Linked DNA regions of Hordeum vulgare: region 2 is linked to region 1. Evidence: chromatin contacts called from public Hi-C data. All regions are on one chromosome and are shown on one strand. Each heading gives the region's core, a stretch centred on a gene start, on an enhancer-like site or on the middle of the called end of the contact. The rest is flanking DNA. Distances are from core to core; before and after follow the strand shown. Region 1 holds the start of LOC123425355 (PHD finger protein ALFIN-LIKE 9-like). Region 2 holds the start of LOC123425364 (acidic leucine-rich nuclear phosphoprotein 32-related protein 1).

Region 1 (3,806 bases), core at 348-2,847:
TTTCATCAGGAAATAGAAGATATGACCATGATATGATGTAATGATATTGGCTTTTTATTTGATCCCAGTGACGCCATATCAATGACTGAATTTGCTGGAATAGCCTTCACATGAAAGTCATATAAATGGATTTTAATGGTTATTTCCAATTATCATTCTAACATAATTGCTTTATCTAAAAGCATTGCAAAATATGCATGATTTGGCAGAATGATTAACCACACTCAAAATCATGTGGTTGAGATTCATCAGAATTACATTACTTGATTTATCAAGATACTTCCACTTGTGTTACTCAATACCTACATGTTATATGAAGAGCAATATCATAAATCACATTGCTCAGAAATTACTTATCCTCTGGATTATAGAAAGTTGAGGAAATAATTTGCAAACAAAATATTGTGATAATCCAACAGATTATACACAATCTCATGTCAATGGCATTGGTATGAGACATACTCCATATTTGCAAAGTTCAGGGGGAGTAATCTCCCAGACTATAACCTATTAACAATCATCAAATTGCATATATTGTACTCTTTTTCCCTTGATGAGTTTTTCCTAACGGTTTCTCATAAAAGGTTTTTAATGAGATAATATAAACACAAGTATCTATATATGCCATATCATTTTCTCCTTATATTTTTCACACTGGGTTTTAAAGGAGTTTTTCAATGGCATGTGAAATGCACTCTTTTCCTTTATGAGTTTTCTCTCGAAGTTTCTCATGATGGTCTTTAATGAGGCAATATCTTCTCAAAGATCATATGTTATACTTTCTATTTTCCATATCGGGGTTTTTAAAGGAAGTACTCAAGACATATTTATTGTTCTCTAAACTCAAAGATGAGTTTTCTCCTTCTACAAAGGTTTTCTCAAATGAGTTATCACGAGACAATAATCATTATATGTTGTATCATTTTCTCCTTATTTTTCCCACAGGGTTTAAAGGAGTTTTAGCAACATATCTACACTATTCTCCTCATATTTTTCCCGCAGGGTTTTTGGAGGAGACTTTAAAGATTATACAACGATTTCTCATAATGAAGATGATGAACATTCTCGAAGGCAAACACATACAAGGAGGAGTCTTTATGAACATGATATATATTATAAAGACAAGCATTGATTAGGAGGAGTGTTAGGAATTAATTAAATACATTAATTAAGGGATAATCCCTGCTATGTCGGTTGCTTTAGTTTAGCAACTGCTCCTTGTAACCGTCTTTATACTGAGATATATATACCCACATCTTCAATCAATGAGACAACGATTTCATCATTTGCTCTTCCTCTCTTCTTCTATTCTTCACGTGACGGACGCGTAGAGCGGCCCGAAGAAGAAACAAAAAAGTCGAGAAAAAACCAAAACAGGAGCGTAAAAATGCGCAAGAAGAGACGGGCGCTGACGCAACCCGCCCACAAGAAAAAGATACACGTATCCATTCGACGGATGGGCGTCCCACGGGCGGTGGGCCCCACCCGCACGGACACGTCCGCCGTGCTCTCCAATCCACTTAAGTCGCAGTCCCACCCTTGGCGTCCGCCCCTCACTCCTCTTTTAAAACCTCCCTAAAAAAAAAGAGATGCTGCCCCGAAGACGTCAAAATAAAACCACGAGCACAGTGCCCATCCCCTCCGCTCCCCCGTCCCCCCTCCCTCCCCGCGCCACTCGAATCCTCTCCTCTGCGGCTACCAATGGACGCGCAGTACAACCCCAGGACGGTGGAGGAGGTCTTCCGGGACTACAAGGGCCGCCGCAACGGCCTCGCCCGCGCGCTCACCACCGGTAGGTCGCCGCAGATTCGCTCGCCAGATTGGGTTTCTCCTTTTGGCCGCCGAAGATTCGAGCTTTCCGAATTTCGCCGCCGTTCCATGGGATTTTCACCCCGTCTGTGCTCCTCGGCTGGTCTCCTGACTGTTTTGTTTCTTGTTTCTTGTTTCACGCTGCAGATGTGGAGAATTTCTTCCGGCAATGCGACCCGGGTGAGTGAATTCTCGCGCCTGTCCGTCTGTCTGCCCTGCTGTTCTTCGCTGCTCTTTCCGTGCAGATTTTGATGTATTATTATCCTTCCGTAATCTCCGCACTTAATTAAGTACCATTTAGCGTGATTATAATTACTAATTAGAGATGAGTTTTAGTGGAGTTCCTTAGAAAATAACCGATGCGCCTCTTCATCTGAACCTGCTTAGCTGAGTGTTACCCTGAATACTGAAGAGTTAACAGACTAATCTCCACTTTATTTCGAGTCCTTCCCGCAGTTTTAGTACTTATCCATGGATCGAAGAACTAGCAATAGAATATGCACGGTGCGTGAAGCCCTCTGAATGTCGAGCAGAGGGCCTTAACTGTTGGATTTAATAACGAGTTTCCTGTGGAGGTAGACTGTGACGTGGGCCTCAGCAGTCGGATGGCCGGAAACGGATGGCTCAGATCATTCAACATGCTTGGCCGTGCTGCCCTATAGGCTGAGTGGTCAATGAATTCGTCAGTGTCACTTCCTGCTGAAAGCTTCCACCTTTGGGAGCTACTCCTTCGGCCCCCGAAATACTTATCACACAAATTGATAAAAATGGATGTATCTAAACTAAAATACATTTAGATACATCCATTCCTATGATAAGTACGTATTTCCGAATGGAGGGAGTACTTATCTTGGTAGTAGTAGAAAAGGTGGCACTGGCCGTTGGGAGCGGTGGTGGGCTGCTAGTTGGCTGGTGCGTATGTGAGTTTGGTTTATTGGGTTCAGCATTACTGGGTCCTGCTTGGTTGGTGGGGTGTGATTCTTCTGCCCTAATAATGATTGTTGCAGTTCTTGACTTTCAAGGACTGGCAGACTACAATGATAGGAGTAGGACTTGCCGTTCTTTGCTGCTTGCTGCCTACCAGTGTGTGTACAGTCCTACTGTTGCATAGGGCAAAGAACAGTGATGTTGGTTCCTTCAGTGTTTTGGTGGTGGAGGACTGCCTAGCATTGCATTCTACAGTATAATGCTTTGTAAATTTGCACCCCTAACAAAGACCTGTCATCACCCTTTCCCCCTTCTTTGTTCTTCAATGCATCTGCTGCCCTCTGTGCAGCATAGTGTGCTGGCTGGAATGGTTCCATTGCAGCTTGTAACCATTGGATTCTTCTGAGGAACTTACTATGAATATGGAGGAGACCAAGAGAGCATCCTTAATTCTCTAGCAGCCTAGGAGTGTAACACGGTGAATTGAATGGGCTTATGTATGATTCATCCGCAAAATGCTGTAGGGTTGGATCAAAATGAATCTGAATGGTGGTTAGTGCAATCATCGTGAGGTGTCATTCGGCATACATAGTGTGCCAAATACAAGAAAAATCTCAACGGGAACTTTATCCCGTTAACAGAGGAATCCAATATGTCTATTCTCCTGTAATGGACTGGTTACGTCAATCATATGGGATTTGCCTTTTTTCAGTGTGCTGACTTCCCTTCCTAAGCCCATAACACGGTTAAGTACTATCTTGATCAAATCGTGTCTTTTTCATGCTGTAAATGACTTGATCTTTCATGCTCTTCTCAAGTTTTTTTGGGGCTTGGTAATGATTGGAGCCTTAGCTACTTTTTATAGCTCTTATTCACCCAGATATTCAGTTTGGCTCTCAGGTCTAGATACACTAGATGTCACGACCAATGGGCAGTGCTGACATTCCTGCTAGCGGTTGAATGCTCATCTGTATCTCAGATTATGTTGACTGTAAGGTACAGTAACCTCACCCATGTCTGTCCAGTAATAATAAGTACATGAAGCGTGGCCACAAATTATGTGCCACTGG
Region 2 (3,806 bases), core at 574-3,073, 870 kb before region 1:
CCAAGGTGTGGCGCTGCCCGGCCAGGCGCGGGAGTCAGCGGCGAGGCCACGACGCGACGCCGACAGCGAGGACGAGCGCAGCCACGGTCTGGCGCGGGCGTGGGCGGGCGCGGTCGGCCACTACTTAGCGCGGGTGAGCGCGGCCGGGTGCAACCACAACCTGGCGGACGTGTGCGACGTGGGCGGCGGCCGGGCGCGAGCACGGTGCAGAAGAACTTCTCTCCCGACGCTGTGAGGAACCGCCGTCTCGCCCTTTCGTGTCTCTCTCGCGGTAGAGATTACGTGGTGATAACGTATTTGAGATCAAAAATCTGTCTATTAATGATGAAATATTACATATTTATAGTTTTCGAAGGGACGCATCCGAAGGGACACGACGGTTACAAGAGTTGCATCTCTTTGTATGACGCTTTGGTAAGTGGAGATTTAACCCTTAATTAAGGGGAAAAGATTACCTTCCACCGGCTGATCCCCGCGATCCATCCGCCGTCCGCTTGCCCGTTGGATCTCACTCTAATCTCGAACCGTTTTCTGAAACTGGATCGTTGTTTTAGGAAACGGTCATGAAGCTGAGCTCCTCACATTTCCACCCCGCGCCTCCGCCTTGGCCCTGTCGACTTCGCCCGCCGCCTACCTGTTGCCGCTCAGCCTCGCCGAAGCTGCCGCCGTTGCCATGGCCTTCCCCGCCCTGCTCCCGACCCGTCGGCGAGCTCCCGCGACCAGGGGGCAGCCGCCTCGCCTCACGCGGCCAGGGGGCAGCCGCCCGTCGCCCCACGCCGCCGCATCTCAGCCCGCTCGCGGCTCCGCCGCAGCCCCTCTCGGCCACGCTGACGAGCTCCCGCAACCAAGGGGCGGCCGCCTCGCCGCCCGTAGCGCCGCCGCATCCCAGCCTGCTGCAAAAGTTTTGTGAAACATGACCTTTGTTGCAATTTTTTTTTCCGCAACAATACCTATGTTTGCAGAAAGACGAAGATTTTTTTCCTGAAACAAGCAATTGTTTCTGAAACTCGACCGTTGTTTCAGGAATTAATGTGTCCAAAGTTTATTTTTTGCAATAAAACGATTTTTCTGCAACTGGAGCGTCGTTTCAGGAATTAAGTCCAGGAACAGATTACGCGCGAGATCGAACGGCTGTCCAGGTGACGGATGTTTAGTAAATATCTATCGATGGATGCGTAGCAGCCCCCTTAATTAAAACGTGTTAATTAAGTCTTAATATAAGCCAAACCCTGGTGTAAATCAAACGCGTGCCAACCCGAGTCGCCTCCGACCCCAATGCCAGCGTGCACTGTCCTCTGCAATCGGGAAGGGTAGGCACCACGAAAACTCCCACCGATCCGACGGCCCGCATCCGCCACCTCTCAATCAGACGGCCCGTACCCGCTCACGCAAAACACAATAACACCTATCGACTTCAAACCCGGACCCACATCCCTATTCCCAATCTGTCAGCGACCTACCCACATACAACCAAGCGTAGCCACACGGCACCGCGTGCATAATTAAGCAGTAATATCTCGCCCTTAAGAGAAAACGATTTTGGAAAACCAGAAAAAGATGCTCTCGGCATCAGCCAAGCCCACCACGCCTCTCCGCTCCCCCGCTCCTCTCAAAGGAAGCACACGCCCCTGGGATGACGCCACGTCAGCGATCCGCGCCGCGCGATCCAAGCGCCCCCATTGGCCGCTCATATAAGCCGCACCCGCCGTCCCTACGCCGAGTCCACAGCGCGACGCGTGAGCCGCCCCCTTCTTCCTCCAATGGCGAGGTAAACACCCCTCCCACGTATAAATCACTGTATTTCAAATAGCCTCCCCAACCAAAACGCCCCCGATTTTTTTATTTATTTGATTTCGGGGAGGCGAGGGGAGAGATAGAGAGATGGACGAGGCGTGGGAGAGGGCGGTGGAGGCGGCGCTGCACACCGCCGGCGAGGGGAGCTCGTCGCCGGCGAGGAGCCTGACCCTCGACGGCGCCGTCAAGTGCATGCACGGGCGCTTGCCGGCGGCGGAGATACTGGAGCGCCACCAGAGCCTGGAGCACCTCTCGATCGCCGGCGTCGGGGTCGCGTCGCTCGCGGGGTTCCCCCGCCTGCGGAACCTCACGCGCCTGACGCTCTCCGACAACCGCATCGCCGGCGGCCTCGAGCACCTCGTCGAGGCGGGTCTCGCCTCGCTGCGCGACCTCGACCTCAGCAACAATCGCATCCAAGATGTGGACGACCTTGCGCCGCTCGCCCGCCTCCGCCTCGTCTCGCTCGACCTCTACGAGTGCCCCGTCACGCGGGTCAAGGACTACAGATCCAGAGTGTTCGGGTTGATCCGGACTCTCAAGTACCTCGACAAGATGGACGCCGACGAGAACGAGCGCCCGGAGTCGGACGACGACGACGACGATGCGGACGGCGAAGGCGAAGGCGATGCCGAGGAGGAAGATGATGATGAGGACGACGATGACGAGGATCCTGGAAGCGGCGAGGTGGCAAACGGGGGCGTCACCCACTCGCGAGGTAGCGTGGCACCGCGCCCGGTGGAGGTGAATGGGGTGATCCATGTGGATGAGGACGAGAGCGAGGCCGACGAGGTCGTGCCCAATGGGGAAGCCGAGCACCACCACAGGGCCAACGGGTTCAGGGTCGCAGCGGTTGGGGTAGCCCCTGACGAGGATGATGAAGACGTGGAGGATGACGACGATGATGCAGAGGAAGAGTATGAGGAGGAGGATGATTTGGGAGAGGAGATCGATGAGGAGGTTGATGAAGATGACACTGTTGTTGAGGTACTTGATGTGCCCAGTAGTGATGATGAGGAGGATGGCATCGATGAGGACGATGATGATGAGGAAGAGGAGGTTGAGGATGATGGTGAGGAGGCTGAGCCAGAGAGTAGTGGGAGGGTTGCTGTGGCGGTGGGGGGTGTTGGAGAAGAGATTGATGGACATGAACAAGGTGAAGGTGACGATGAGGATGAGAATGGTGAGATTGGAGAGGAAGATGAGGAAAGATTGGAGGATAGTAGGGTTTATGAGGATGGCAACGATGATGACGATGCTGATGATGAGGTATAATACAATTTCTTGCTAGCCTTTGAAGTGCTTTACCTTATTGCAATTTCTGCATGTTCAGTTTGTGGGTGATTGTTCTAGTCATATTGTTTAGCAAGATAACTATTGACCACCCTACTATACTGCAGGTATATTTGAACTGTGGCTAGTTTTTCAGTTAGGAGATTTACCAGTTCATGCATTAGTTATGTGTGCTTGTTAATTTTCCTGATTACGCGGGCAACGCATACTACCAAAGTAGAGTACTTCATATGTCAGATCCACACTTGAAATCTCGTTTCTTTTTGTGGTTGGTTAGGTGAACACCTTGGGTATAAAGTATATTGTGGAAAAGTAAATTTAACGAAATTTGCTCATATGGAGATTTAAGGCAATCATGCTCCCAGTATATTGCTCTCCACCCTCAAAATGATCAGGAGTGTGCCAAAATGATTATGGCAGATCTTGTATTTAGAAGCTCGGGGATTCTTATTTCTTGATATTTTTGGAAATAGATTTAGTTCCTCAGGTTGTTGACCCTAAAACTTTACATATTTGAATGTTAAAATTAGTGACTTTCTAGTTTGTGCTTCTAATATACTTCCTCTGTGAACTGATGTTTATTTTACTAAAATAGTGTTTTAAATGCTCTGATATTAGTTTATGGAGGGAGTATTTGTTACAATTTGGGAATAATCGAAGATTTGGATATATCAGTTATGCATGCCGTTCCCTATGTTTGACCTTATATCATATCCATCTAC

The links. A called contact is a pair of places that touch in the nucleus more often than the background predicts.
Region 2: a contact with region 1 is called in a Hi-C map of leaf, with 5 times the contacts expected there. The contact joins the promoter of LOC123425364 here to the promoter of LOC123425355 in region 1. A contact is called at or near these places in 2 of 6 Hi-C or Micro-C datasets (leaf and seedling).

What each region holds. Positions count from the first base shown.
Region 1 is chr2H:103,625,012-103,628,817 of MorexV3_pseudomolecules_assembly, reverse strand. LOC123425355 (PHD finger protein ALFIN-LIKE 9-like) reads left to right here and starts at 1,597. Exons shown (of 5, transcript XM_045109040.1): 1 at 1,597-1,792; 2 at 1,957-1,989. The coding sequence starts at 1,702.
Region 2 is chr2H:104,494,297-104,498,102 of MorexV3_pseudomolecules_assembly, reverse strand. It overlaps LOC123425364 (acidic leucine-rich nuclear phosphoprotein 32-related protein 1), which reads left to right and starts at 1,823. Exons shown (of 2, transcript XM_045109051.1): 1 at 1,823-3,060. The coding sequence starts at 1,882.